Regions from separate parts of the Mus musculus genome. Here regions 2, 3 and 4 are each linked to region 1. The links are chromatin contacts, called in public HiChIP or PLAC-seq maps. All regions are on one chromosome and are shown on one strand. The core of a region is the stretch at or near the end of the contact, and the rest is flanking DNA. Distances in the headings are between cores, read along the strand shown.

Evidence for each region. HiChIP or PLAC-seq counts read pairs in DNA pulled down with a chosen protein or histone mark.
Region 2: a contact with region 1 is called in an HNF4G HiChIP or PLAC-seq map of pancreatic cancer cells. The contact joins the promoter of Dag1 here to the promoter of Gnai2 in region 1. A contact is called at or near these places in 1 of 39 promoter capture datasets (fetal liver) and 3 of 115 datasets of contacts at active chromatin or transcription factors (large pre-B cells, memory CD8 T cells and pancreatic cancer cells).
Region 3: a contact with region 1 is called in an HNF4G HiChIP or PLAC-seq map of pancreatic cancer cells. The contact joins the promoter of Gpx1 here to the promoter of Gnai2 in region 1. A contact is called at or near these places in 2 of 39 promoter capture datasets (erythroid cells and liver), 3 of 115 datasets of contacts at active chromatin or transcription factors (bone marrow-derived macrophages, memory CD8 T cells and pancreatic cancer cells) and 1 of 9 other capture datasets (liver).
Region 4: a contact with region 1 is called in an H3K4me3 HiChIP or PLAC-seq map of bone marrow-derived macrophages, with 2.8 times the contacts expected there. The contact joins the promoter of Bsn here to the promoter of Gnai2 in region 1. A contact is called at or near these places in 2 of 115 datasets of contacts at active chromatin or transcription factors (bone marrow-derived macrophages and pancreatic cancer cells).

What each region holds. Positions count from the first base shown.
Region 1 is chr9:107,633,339-107,636,677 of GRCm38.p6, forward strand. Gnai2 (guanine nucleotide binding protein (G protein), alpha inhibiting 2) reads right to left here and starts at 2,005. Exons shown (of 9, transcript NM_008138.5): 1 at 1,762-2,005. The coding sequence starts at 1,879.
Region 2 is chr9:108,262,439-108,266,015 of GRCm38.p6, forward strand. Dag1 (dystroglycan 1) reads right to left here and starts at 1,377. Exons shown (of 4, transcript NM_001276482.1): 1 at 1,187-1,377.
Region 3 is chr9:108,337,574-108,340,694 of GRCm38.p6, forward strand. It overlaps Gpx1 (glutathione peroxidase 1), which reads left to right and starts at 1,507. Exons shown (of 2, transcript NM_008160.6): 1 at 1,507-1,985; 2 at 2,204-2,769. The coding sequence starts at 1,740. The coding sequence ends at 2,563. It overlaps Rhoa (ras homolog family member A), which reads left to right. Exons shown (of 6, transcript NM_016802.5): 6 at 1-370.
Region 4 is chr9:108,188,768-108,192,350 of GRCm38.p6, forward strand. Bsn (bassoon) reads right to left here and starts at 1,616. Exons shown (of 12, transcript NM_007567.2): 1 at 1,277-1,616. The coding sequence starts at 1,491.

The DNA.
Region 1 (3,339 bases), core at 755-3,254:
CCCAGCAGCAACGGACATTCCGCCGCTGCCGCTGCCGCCGCCGCGTCGACACCCACTCACTGCTCGCCGCACTCGCAGCAGAGACAGGAAGAGGCAAGCGCCCAACGCAAAGCAGCCCAGGAGGCTGGGCCGCCGCCCCTTCCCGCCCCTTCTCTTCCTCCCCGCGGCAGCAGTGGAGCGGATGCCATTTTGAAACCTCCGGGGCTGTGCCCCCAGGCCGGGTCCGCCGGGACAGTCAACAGATGGATCCATAAAGACGTACATGTTTCTCGGCCACAGGCCTGGCCAAAAAATAAAAAATAAAAAAAGCCAGGCTTTTCACAGCATGCAGGCCCCCAAGGCGGCCCTGGGGCTGAGGGGCCACACCCCCCCACATACTATCCAGCCGATTACGCTGCTGCGCGGCTTCTGCTGCTGCTAGGGCCTTGCTCCCCACAATCCAGAGGAACTGGTCTTCTCAAGTCAGGCTTCCACAGGGAGCCACTCTGACGACCGGTGTGGGTCTGGACACAAGCATCAGGCCCACTGCCTCTGCCAAAGCCTAGCTGGGATGCTTGAGCGCACACGGGGCTACAGGCAGCAGACTCCTTACCAGCCCCTCATTCAGCTTGCCCACCACCCCCACATCACAGTATTCCTCTGGGGAACCAACAGGTCTACTCAGTATCCTAGGCCATATCCCTGGCGTTCCAGCCCCGAGTGTGAGAAGCCCAGCAGCCGTCAGCAGATCTCTCCAGGCCGGCACACAGGGGCAGCAATATGTCGGTTGGTTCACTACTTCCACTTCCCCCCCATCCCAGCAGCCACCATCTTCCTTGGCCTTGGAAGTGACAACAACCCTAACTCCTCCATGTTCCCTCCTATTGCCCAGACTCCCCTGGCCCTGGCCCAGACAAGCCTTGGATCCCAGGGAATGGAACTTCCCGCAAATGCTAGAGGCCTGGCCCCTGTTTCCCAGTGTGACTCTCAGAGTCAGACCAACCTCTTGCAAAGGGTCTGCCCAGCTCAGCCTAGGCCCACCCCAGCCCCTGGTGCCCCTCCTCCTATCAACAAGGCCCACCTGGGGCAGGAGGGCGCAGAAGCAAGGGAACGGCAGAGTGTGAGAAAAGCCTTAAAAGAGGGGCAGATGATTTGGGGGTTGATACCTGCAGAGAGAGGGAGGGAGAGAGACAGAGAGAGAGAGAGAGACACACACACACAGAGAGAAAGAGAGATCTGGTGACCTGGAACAGAGGCCCTGCGGGGAATCCTGCTACAGAGAACTTGAGAGTAGTCAGTTTCCCTCTTAAAGAGGTTCTTGAAGGGTCAGAGTGCAAAGAGGGAGAATACAGATCCCAGAGTAAGGAAAAGAGGGAGTGGGTCGAGGCTTGACCAGGGTCCCAAGGAATGCTCGTGCCAAGAGAAATAGAACAGGTGGGGCTTGAAGGTGGGAGCCGGCAGGGTGCTGAGGGTTTAAGAAAAGCCTGAGAAAGTGCGGAAATACACGGCAGGGTCTGAGTTCTCTTGAGACTGGATAACAAGGGGGGGGGGAGATAGTCATACAAGGTTTGGTGTGTGGGATCTGGGATGAGTTGAGGGTCTGAATGAAGTCTGGACTAGGATTATAAATCTAGACCAATCCAGAGTTTCGGATCTTAAAAGGGTGGCTCCTACTGGTTTCAAGCGCAGGTGTAGGGTGCAAGGCCAGGCTGAGCAGTTTCAGGTCCTTGTCTGGGGATTAGCGTAGAGAGTCAAGGGTCCCAGAACGGGGCGCTGCCTCACCTAACAGAAGCAACTTCACCTCCCGCGCCGCCTTCTCGCCGTCCTCCCGCAGGTTCTTGTCGATCATTTTAGAGCGCTCGGCTGCCGCCTTGTCCTCGGCGCTCACGGTGCAGCCCATCCTGCCGTCCGCCGGCCCGGCCTGGCCCCCACACGGCCCACGGCCCGGCTCGGCCCCGCCCGACCCACTCCGCTCCCACCGCCGGCCCTCTGCGGGAAGCTCTCAGGTCCGCAGTTCCGAGCGACTGCGGGAGGCGCCTTCCCGGCCGCCGCGCACCGACGGCGGGGCGGGCCAGGGGTGGGGCCCGGGCGAACCAAGCCCGCGACTGGGCCGGGGCGGGTCTGGAGGAGGGGCCGAAGGAAATTTAGGGATGGTGATTGGTTGGAGGGCGGAGCCAAGGGAGAAGTTAGGCTCAGTCCAGCCTTAGGCGCAAGCTGAGAGCGGGGCCGCAACGAGGGAAGACACCAAGGGTAGAGCTAACACAGGCTTAGGCCTCTGGGCGGGCTGCAGGAGGAGCTAGTCTCCGATTGGATGCTGAGAGCCTGAGGCTCTGTTTCTGGACTGTAGGACTAGTTGATCTAGTAGCCCAAGGGTCAGGACTACCTGCCCTCGCCACAGGCCAAATAGAAACCAGGACTCTGAGCATTTGTGAATTATGAGAGTAAGATGGAGGAGGTGTGTCTTCTTCACTTGCTAAAACTGAGCCTATAAACTTATTTGGAGATCTACTAAACTCTGCGGAGGGTCACATGATCTCTTTCTGGACCTCGATTTTCTTTAAAGCAGCGCCCCCTCCTCTTCTGTGTAGGTTGCACCACATTAAAAACAAAAAGAGTTCACTGCCGCCTTTACACCTTTGAGTGGACTATCTTCTGTCATCTAAACGTCGTCCTTTTGCCTGATAGGTTGGGAACCTTTCTCCTGCAGGCAGCAATCCGGGGCTTCAACCAGAGACCAATGAGACTGGACTCTAGGAGAGATAGACAAGAGAGAGTTGTCATTGGACTTAAGGAAACAAACGTTGCCATGATCCTATAATCTGTTCCTTCCATCCTCTGTCAGCTTCTAGAGGCTTCTTCAGTTCCATGTCTCTTCTGGGTAGTGGCTGTGATCCTGTGGCTGTGCAAAGGTGGAAGTGGAGCTATTTCCAATCTTTGTGATCTGCTTTTTAAGAGGGGCCTATGACCCACCAACTTTGATTGGACGATTGAAGTGTGCAAGGTGTTCTGAGTGGCCCCAGACTAAAGCCAGAGAAGGACACTGCCATTAAGAGTTGGTCACAGGGCTGGAGAGATGACTCAGCGGTTAAGAGTGCCGACTGCTCTTCTGGAGATCCTGAGTTCAAATCCCAGTACCCACATGGTGGCTCACAACCATCCTTAATGAGATCTGACACCTTCTTCTGGTGTGTCTGAAGACAGCTACAGTGTACTTACATGTAATAATAAATAAATGGGGGGCGGGAGGGATGGCTCAGCGGTTAAGAGCATTGACTGCTCTTCCGCAGGTCCCGAGTTCAAATCCCAGCAACCACATGGTGGCTCACAACCATCTATAATGAGATCTGAGACCCTCTTCTG
Region 2 (3,577 bases), core at 127-2,626, 630 kb after region 1:
GCTACTTACTCCTACCTTCACACAGGATCCCACACGCCTTGCAACTAACTCCCTAGTGAGATCTGATTTCTCCAATAGCCCCTATGTCCTTTAAGCACGCTGACCATGTCCTTGACTTCAAGGCAAAAAGAACTTCAATTCTCCATATTTAAACCATCGATCTGTACAACCCGTTACCGTGGAATTCTTTTTCTAAACTAGAACATTCTGAAAGTATGTCTCTTGCTCATTAAGCACAATATATACTAATATGATTGCAACACCCCATCTCCATCAGATTCCAAAACATCTGGAAGCACACCCAACTCTAGCTGGAGTTATGTTCTATAAACACCACCCTCACTTCACGAGTCTGGCTTCCACGCCAAGAACTACTTCTACTCGCTTATTTAGGGAAACAGCAGGCTGGACTCTCAAGTTAGACCTCTAGGCTATAAAGGTACTGTCCCAGACTAGGCGGACCAGTCAAAACTTCGTCATCACCACGAAAACTAATCTTGATGTAATTCAACTTAACAAAAGCTTCTCAAATTGTAGAGATTAAGAGGTGTGTTTTTAATTGCCCGTTGAGTTTGTCAATAAATGAACTTGGGAGTTATAGCAAAGGACTCTGAGTCAACATGGTGTTCCCTCTGGGAACATTTTCCAAATATACTCGCAAGTGAACCTGATTTCCCAAATACCCACTGCAAAGGTAGTAAAGGAGTCTCCCACAGAAGCGCAACCGAGGGGGAGGAAAGAACCCCAAGACTCGGAGCAGCTCAAAGCAAGAGGCGGGGGCGGCGCCCTTCCCAGCCTCTGGCAGGAGCCCCACAGTAGAGATGCCTCCTAACTGGGCCGCGACCCCCACTGGCAACCCGGAGGCAGCCCGCAGGCCGCACACGCCCGCGGCCGATGCACAGGCCCCGCGTTCCCGGGAGCGCGGGCCGGGGCCGAGGCCTGGCCCGTCGCCGCGGCGCGCAGCTCCGGCCTCAGCCTTCAGCTACCGGACGGAGAGCCGAGGGGCGGCTCCGCACGGACGGCGGCGGCGCCGCCTCCTCACCCGCAAGGACGTCCGTGGCCGTGTCCCCGCCCCGGGCCGAAAGGGAGCAGCAGCAGGTGTTCCGCGGAAGGCTCGGTCGGCTGCAGCGGGGATCCCGGCCCCAGCAGGCAGGCACCGGGAGGCAGAGGCGGGAGGCGCACTCACCCAGCACCACGGGCAGGCCGCGGCAGGTGTTCGCTCCTCCGGGCCCAGGGACACCGCCGCCACTCCCCGGGGACTCCGCGCGAAGCTACCGCCGCTGCCGCCCCCGAGCCCCAGGAGCGCGAGCGCCGCGCCGCAGCCTCCGCGCGATCACGTACCGAGCGGTGAGAGGGCGCCGAGCGCGAGGGCGGGGCGCGCGGCCGGAGCCTAGCAACCGCCTGACACGCGAGTGCCGCAGCCAATCCCACGGCCGACTCGGAGCGGCGCCGACTAGCCTTCAGCGCGCGGCCCGCTTCTGCCTGCGTCGCTAGCCCCGCAGCGCGCCGCACCCGCGCACAGGCCCCGCCCCGTCCCGCACCTCTCTGCCCATTGGCCTGTCACGCCCCCGCCCCAAAAGCCACGCCCCGACGTAGAGGCCCCGCCCCCGAAGTCGACCAAGTGGGTCCCGGGACACGCCTTAGCCAGTCCGGGTAGCTGGGAGCGCTTGCTAGCTGGGGTGGGGGAGGGGCACCTTTCCCAACTTCTCCCGAAGAATAAATCGAGGTATGGACAGGCCGGCGAACCGGTCCGGCCACAACAAGCCACCACACAGCTGCCCCCTAATTTCCTTCGAGCAAAACGCAAGCGGTATCTAAACCATTCAAACACTCAGGAAGCGCCCTCCCAATTGCAAAGGAAGAGAGGCCTTGTTACCCTCTCCTTAATATGGATGGAGAAACTAAGGCCAGATCCGGGTGGGTGGGCAGGAAGGTAACCCATTTCTTTAGTGCTGGCCATACAACAGGCTTCCCCTCCCCCTCCTTGGAAAGCTAAAATCCAATGCCTCCTCTGGAGCTCAAAATAGCTCTGACCCGCTAGCACAGGTCACTCACCCCCCGGTGGCCCACATTCTTTAGATGGGTGGTTACTGCTAGAATCTGGCCTCCCCCATTTATGGAGGGTCCTAAAGTAGTTCTTAACTCTCCTGGGCTCACCAGAGGGCCCAAACTCCAGAGACTGGAGATTTAACAAGTTACTAAACCTGACAGTGCATAATACCTGTGGAAATCAGAACTGTGGTAGGCTCTGCTCCCTTCCTAACTGACCCCACACTGCTAGAAGGAATCCATTCCTCTTTGGCCTAGGGCCAGGCTGGAGTTTCAGACACAAGCTGTTATCAGTAAACTCATTCTGAATACAGACCCGGCGGCTACTCAGCCTGGGATTCCTGCCTAAAGGACGGGCAGTTCTCTTCAGAAGAGTCTAGGAGAAAAAATTTTCAGGAAGAAATGCCCTACCTCAAATACCTGTTTGCAATTTCTCAATTCTTACGTGACTAACTCATAGAGCCTAGAAAAGGAAGAGGAACTAAAATCCAGGAGAGCAAGAGCAGGCCATCCCTTGGATGTTAATAAACTGAAGAGTTAATGGCTTCTCAGATTCTGACTTTAAGACTGTACCATTTTAGAAAGGCTGAGAATGAGCTGGCCATGGTTGCTGCCGTCTGTAATCTTTACACTCATAAAGCTGCGACTTAAGGATTGCTGTAAATTGAAGGCCAGTCAAGGTCGCATAATGAGTCTCCAGGCCAGTTTGGGCTATAGAGTGATACCTTGTCTCAAAAACTAATCAAGGGCTTCAGAGATTACTTAGACAGTAAAGACATTACTGATGACTTAAGTTGGGTCCCCACAACCCACATGGTGAAAAGAAAGAACCAACTCCAAGCACAATAAAAACATAAGATATAGGGCTGGAGAGATAGCTCAGCGGTTAAGAGCACTGACTGCTCTTCCAGAGGTCCTGAATTCAGTTCCCGGCAACCACATGGTGGCTCACAACCATCTGTAATGGGATCTGATGCCCTCTTCCGGTGTGTCTGAGGACAGCTACAGTATACTCATTTGAAATGAATAAAACTTTAAAAAACTATATTAAAAAAGCTGGGTGGTGGTAGCTTACTCCTCTGATTCCAGAACTCGGGAGGCAGAGGCAAGTGGATCTCTGATTCTGAGTTTGAGGCCAACCCGGTCTATAGAATGAGTACACAAGGTTATACAGAGAAATTCTGTCTCGAAAATAAATAAGTAAGGGCTGGTGTGATGGCTCAGCAGGTAAGAGCACTGAATGCTCTTCCAAAGGTCATTAGTTCAAATCCCAGCAACCATATGGTGGCTCACAACCATCCGTAATGAGATCTGACGCCCTTTTCTGGAGTGTCTGAAGACAGCTACAGTGTACTTACATATAATAATAAATAAATCTAAATAAATAAATAAGATGCGATTTCCAAACAAAACAGCAGAGTAGAGCCAAGGACCTCCAGAGTACTGCTACTTGCAAAGAAGTAGAACCTCTCATACTTAATTGAACACATGGATTCCAAATTGCTCCTCGTCTCCCTTTTCTTTTCTT
Region 3 (3,121 bases), core at 257-2,756, 700 kb after region 1:
ATTCATTTTTAAAATTCCCATTTTGTCACTTTCTCTGATAAAATATGGCCATATCCCTTATTCAGCCCTATATATCATTCTAGTACCCCTTTCCAGACTGGACTAAGTAGGAATTTGGTTTCCCGCCTGAGGCAGTTATACTTTGGAGGTGGCATAGCCTTTCTCACCTGGACTGCAGGGTCTGGCTCTAAGTCACAGTGCTCCTTTCTCCACACTGTATCCAAGTTGCCTCCCAGAGGAGCCACCAGTTCTTATGGGTGGCAGTGGGTGGGGGTGGGGGGGTCTCTTCTCTCCAGCTGACTAAACATTTTTCTGTACCAGTTAATTTTTCCAACTAATAGAATAAAGGCAGTTTTCTAAATTTCCTGTATTCTCTTGTGTGTTGCTTTCGCCGGAAAGACTCCCCTGGAGAGGCTTCTTGAATGGCACCAGCTCCTCCTACTCCCTCCCTCTTCTAGACTAACCTTTTGTCTCCTCCCAAGAACATGGAAGTGGTTTCCCTGTGACACGTTCAAATCTAAAAAGTGGAGTGGAAGCCGGGTGTGGTGGCGCAGGCCTTTCATCCCAGCACTCGGGAGGCAGAGGCAGGTGGATTTCTGAGTTCGAGGCCAGCCTGGTCTACAATGTGAGTTCCAGGACAGCCAGGGATATACAGAGAAACCCTGTCTAAAAAAGACAAAAAAAAAAAAAAAAAAAAAAAGTGGAGTGGAATGTCATAGAGGGGACATGAGGGGCTGGGTTTTCTGGACTAAGACCAAACTGCACTGGGGGCAGGAATCTAGGACCACTAGAAGCACGTGTTCTGAGAGGAGCTAGGTTAGAGTCTGGAGCAGGGAGTCCTGCACTGCTGTCCACCCTTACAAAAACAACCAAAAGAAATTGCCTTTGATAGCGCTGTTAGTGCTACTAAAAAAAAGTCAGGCATGGGTGGTACAAGCCTTTAGTACCAGCACTCGGGATGAAAGCAAAGAGACAGGTAAATCTCTTGAGTTCTAGGCCTGCCTGGGCTACTGAACAAGCCTTAGTACAGCCAAGACTGCATACAGAAACACTGATGAGATGGAGACACCCCCCAAGACAAAACAAAACGAAAACATGCACTTGGAGTTCCAGGCGAGCCAGGGCTCTGTAGAGACCTTGTCTCAGAAACAAAACACTGGCCACCTGATGCGACGCAGCTCCTCTTGAGTTCAATTCCCAAATTATCACCGAGTGGAAGGAGAGAACCAACTCTGACCTCAACATGCATGCTCCTTCGATTTAATTAAACAATAAGTGTAATTAAACTTATGTTTTTAAAACCCTATAACCTTATGACTAGAAACGTGTGGGTAAAGTTACACAATATAAGGGAGCTGTGCGTGAGCTGCTTTAGCCGTTGTTATTGCCAGAGGCCATCTTCCTAGGCGGGACTCTAGACTAATTAAGAAACGGTTGAGTAAGACAGAGCTGGAAGATCCCCGCCTAAGCAAGCAGCTTCCTTCCAGACTAGTGCTACAGGAGCTAGACCAGACCCGCCCTAGGCACCTCCAGGCGCTTTAGCCCGGCCGCACCCTCTTCCCTGTTCCTCGATGGGGGGAGGGTAGAGGCCGGATAAGGCGGGACCCTGAGACTTAGAGCTGGCTGCCAGCCGGAAAGAAAGCGATGCCACGTGATCTCAGCACCATCCAGTTAAAAGGAGGTGCAGGGCCCTGTGAGCGCTAGTACGGATTCCACGTTTGAGTCCCAACATCTCCAGTATGTGTGCTGCTCGGCTCTCCGCGGCGGCACAGTCCACCGTGTATGCCTTCTCCGCGCGCCCGCTGACGGGCGGGGAGCCTGTGAGCCTGGGCTCCCTGCGGGGCAAGGTGCTGCTCATTGAGAATGTCGCGTCTCTCTGAGGCACCACGATCCGGGACTACACCGAGATGAACGATCTGCAGAAGCGTCTGGGACCTCGTGGACTGGTGGTGCTCGGTTTCCCGTGCAATCAGTTCGGACACCAGGTATATGGGGCGAGATGGGTGGCCTTGGGCTCTAGGCTCCCACGGGCGGGACACCGCTTACTTTCTCCTCTGGTACTACAGCTGGAATGCAGGCCTATCCTCGGTTATACAAGGAGGGCAACTTCCTGGTGACTCATCGGGAAACCTCTGTTTTGCAGTTAAAAAGCACATTCTTTCCGAAATCCTAGCACATAAATAAATGCCTTTGTCTTCCCTAGGAGAATGGCAAGAATGAAGAGATTCTGAATTCCCTCAAGTACGTCCGACCTGGTGGCGGGTTCGAGCCCAATTTTACATTGTTTGAGAAGTGCGAAGTGAATGGTGAGAAGGCTCACCCGCTCTTTACCTTCCTGCGGAATGCCTTGCCAACACCCAGTGACGACCCCACTGCGCTCATGACCGACCCCAAGTACATCATTTGGTCTCCGGTGTGCCGCAACGACATTGCCTGGAACTTTGAGAAGTTCCTGGTGGGCCCCGACGGTGTTCCCGTGCGCAGGTACAGCCGCCGCTTTCGTACCATCGACATCGAACCTGACATAGAAACCCTGCTGTCCCAGCAGTCTGGCAACTCCTAAGGCGGCCCTGGCATTGGCTTGGTGATTACTGGCTGCACTCTGGGGGGCGGTTCTTCCATGATGGTGTTTCCTCTAAATTTGCACGGAGAAACACCTGATTTCCAGGAAAATCCCCTCAGATGGGCGCTGGTCCCATCCATTCCCGATGCCTTTCCACCTAATGAAAGGTGGTTTCACTACTAAGAATAAAGTGCTGAATATCAGAATTGTTTGTGTGTCCTGTGTCATTGTCACCTTTTGGATAGCCTCATAGTCAGGGATAAGGAACTCAATCCCAGAGCCTAAACGTCCCTTTCCCCGCCCCTTATGCTTTTCTTTCTCCCTGTCCCAGGACATGGTTAAGGTCAGTCTTGAGTCGCCGTTACAGCAGAGGCCATACTCCAGAAGGAGGAAGCCAGTAGACAAGGGCAGACTGCCTAACGGTTAAGGCCACCCTAACCCCAAACGTGAACTTCTCCTTTCTGAGTTTTTGGTGGATGAGGAAGTGACTGTGTGCCCCTGTTCACACAAGACTCTAGAAATCTAGATCTTTGCCCACAGAAGTCTGTTTTGCACAGC
Region 4 (3,583 bases), core at 366-2,865, 560 kb after region 1:
AAACAAGCATCTCATCACACAGCGAGATGGGCAGTGTGTCCAGGGCTAAGAGCTGCGTGGTACTCAACTGCATTACTGTCAAAGCAAATGTAAAACGGGCCAGTTCCTCCTCTAAAAGCTACATTCATGGGCTGGCCTGTTTGAGATGGCTTCAGGCTACTGACATCTCTGCATCACTGTGAGTTATCTAAGAAAAGACTCCTGAAGAAATCAACACAGGAGGCACAGTTGGGTGTCTGAAAAAGCAAACATTATTCTTCCTTGGAGTTTCTGTGTACCAGAAAAGGCAAAGCAACATAGATATTGGCAGCTTTGAATGGAGATAGAAACACCTCCCCCCAAGGGGGACGATACTCCCCAGGCCCAACTGGTGTAAAAATAACGCCTTCCGTTTTACCCTGTCATCTCTTGGTAGTCTTGAGTCGGCTGACACAGGCCAACATTCACATCCTCCGCCTTCCATGCCACTTGTTTTTGCAGAATCTGGGTTTGGCAAACCCTGAAACAAGCTGGGCTCAAAAATATTTGGCCAGATCTATTTGGTTTAAACCAGTCTATGTGGATTTTGGCTTTCCCACTGGCCGGAGGTGTTGAGCTAAATCATTAAGCCATGAGTTCATATCTGGTGGGAGGTAATTCAATAGCGTTTTCTGCCTCACCTGAAAGTGTTCACAAACCCTTGACGAAAGCACATGACCGCGAGTATTATAGGGCCTGATAGTATCCGGTGGGCAATTTTCCTTTCCTCAGAGACAGTGACAGGCACGAAATGCTTGAGGAAAGCAAAGGACCAAGTTCATGGCTCAACTATTCCCATCTTTCCCTATTCCTAGCAGTGACACTTATCTTCCCTGACAGCCACTCCCATTGTGCTCTTTCTCGACCCAACACAATGGACATATGCAGACGCTGGCAGACAGGGAGGATGTCTTCCATCCCATTGCTCCCCTGTGCAGAGGGACCAGACTAAGGTTACATAAGCCCCTCCTGAGCTGTTGGGCCCCTGCGCTATGGGGAAGAGAATTGGGGGATTGTGACGAAGTCACGGTCTGCAGGCCCTGACTAACCCTGTACTCACCATCCTGTCCTGTCAAGGCGGGGCGGCTGGAGAACCTAGGGTTGCCCACCTTGACCACCCAGCTCACGCCAATCTGGCAGGATTCGCAGTGCAGGCAGACCCGAACCTGCTGTCCACTAGATCGTGGGATTCCAGGCCCCGGCCCCAGATTCGGACCACAGCTCCCTGCCCCCCAGGAGCCCAGACGCGCGCTCTTACCTGCCCGGGCCGGGGCCGGGGCCAGGGCCGGGGACCGGACCGAGACCAGGGGTCGGGGGTCCCGCCGCTCGCGCAGCGCCAGCCACGGGGAGCTGTCCGCCGCCAGCTAGTGCTGAAGGCGGCTTCCCTGCTCCGGGGCCCGGACCCAGACCAGAGCCTCCGGGCGGCAGCGGCCCTTCGCCCGCGCCGCCCTCCAGGCTGGCCTCGTTGCCCATGGTGGGCAGGCGGGCGGGCGGGGTCGGGGTCGCACTGCGCCCGGGCCGGCGGCTCCCGGGCGGCGCTCACACTCTCCGCTCCACCGCAGCTGCCGCCATCTCCCAGCTCGGCTCGCACAGCCGCCTGCTGCTGCGCATGCGCGTCGCGCGCGCTCCTGCCCTGCACACGCCCCCCCCCCTCCCCGCGCGCGCTCACGCCAGCCCGCGAAGACTCGTGTCCACGCACCAGCCTCGGGGTCGCCGGGAAAAGGCCTCCGGAACCCGCGCATGCGCCCTCCGCAGCCAACGCGGCCGGCGGGTGTTGAATGAAGGCCGGCGGCCTCGGGTGGCTGGCTGCAATCTGCTGGACCACTTTGGAGGTTCACTAGACCTTAGAAGCGACTAAGAGCCTTGAGTGGTGGCCTACGTCTGTAATGCCAGTCAATAGGAGATTGAGGCAGGAAAATCAAGGTCATCCTTAGTTACGTAGTGAGTTCGAGGCCAGCCTACACCAAACCATTTTAAAAGAAAAAAAACCGGGCCAGCAAAAGGGACCAATAGGTAAAGATGCTTGCTCCAAGTTTGATGCTGTGAGTTAGGAGCCCACATGGTGAAAGGAAAGAACCGACTTCCACGTTGTCTTCTGCTCTCCACATCCTCCCATTCCGTCAGCTATACACATACACAAATAAAAATGTCTTCCGTTAAAGTATAGTCTAGAGAGATGAATTAGCAGTTAAGAACTTTTATTGCAGCCGGACTTAATGGCACACGCCTTTAATCCCAGGATTTGAGAGGCAGAAGCAGGAGGATCTCTGAGTTCGAGGCCATCCCGCTCTGAGAGAAAGTTCCAGGAGAACCAAACTACACTGAGAAATGCTGCCTTAAACAAACAAACAAACAAACAAACAAATGACATGATTTTTAAAAAGGGAGAGAGAAGAAAGAGGGAGAGAGGGAAAGGAAAAAGAGAAATAGACAAAAAGAAAAGGCAGGGGAAAATGCCACAAGGTGGCATAGCGCTGTCCACGGCCTGAAATCTGGCACTTTCTATCCATAAGGACCATACATCGTGGTACACACCTTTCTTCCGAGCGCGTGGGAGCAGAGGCAGGCAGATCTCTGTGAGACTTCAGGCTTATCTATATAGCATGTTCTGGGGCAAGCTATTGTGAGATATAGCAGGAGGCTGTCCTGGTAGGTAAAGCATAGAACAGGCTCTGTGAGAGACTTGCAGGATGCAGATGAATGGGAGTCTGTTCAGAGGTGTAAAGTGATTGAGATGTTGGGGCCAGACCGTCAGGGGCTGGATATTGCTGTGGGGAAAACCAAATAGTAGTGAGCATCGTCTGGGATTCATACTGAGGCTGAGTCCCATAGACCCAGAGTCTCGGGAAGCACCCAAGGGAGAGAGGGTGTACAGAGTCAGGTGAAATTGGGGCCAGAGAAGAGAAGTTATTGGTGGCCTTCTGCTGTGGCCCTCGGGGACTGTCCAGAGGGTTGTAAATTTCCCTCATTAGCCTGAGACCTTAGTAAACTTTCTCGTCCTCATTTGAAGGGAGGAAAGAAAGGCAAGACAACCAAAGCAACATAGTAGTGTCTGGTACTACGTGGGGCCAGTGTCACTTTCTGTCCAAGGGAACTGTTAGAAAGGACCTTCCTTTGAGTAGCCTAAGTGGGAGGCTGGCCTGGTAGGGACAGGCAGCAAAGCCCCTGTCTCCTTATAAGGGCCTCAGATGTTCTCCTGAGAAAGAATGACTGTAAAACCCAGACTATATTCTAAACCATCTGTGGCTCTAAATCATGGCTATGTAGGAGGGCTTAAGTAACTTGACTGCATTTCAGAAATCTATATCATTCTCTTAATACTGAAGAATGTATTAAATATCAGAAGTTCTAACCTCTCATGTTGTGGTAGTGGTGGCTTTTGTCTTTAATCCCATTACTTGGGAGGCAGAGGCAGGTAGATCTCTGAGTTCAAGGCCAGCCTGGTCTACGGAGTGGGTTCCATGGCAGCCAAGGCTACACAGAGAAACCCTGCCTTGAACAACAAAAACAAAAGAGTTCCAACCTGACTTGGGATGGTCCAGGTGAACATGGACAGACCAGAGCT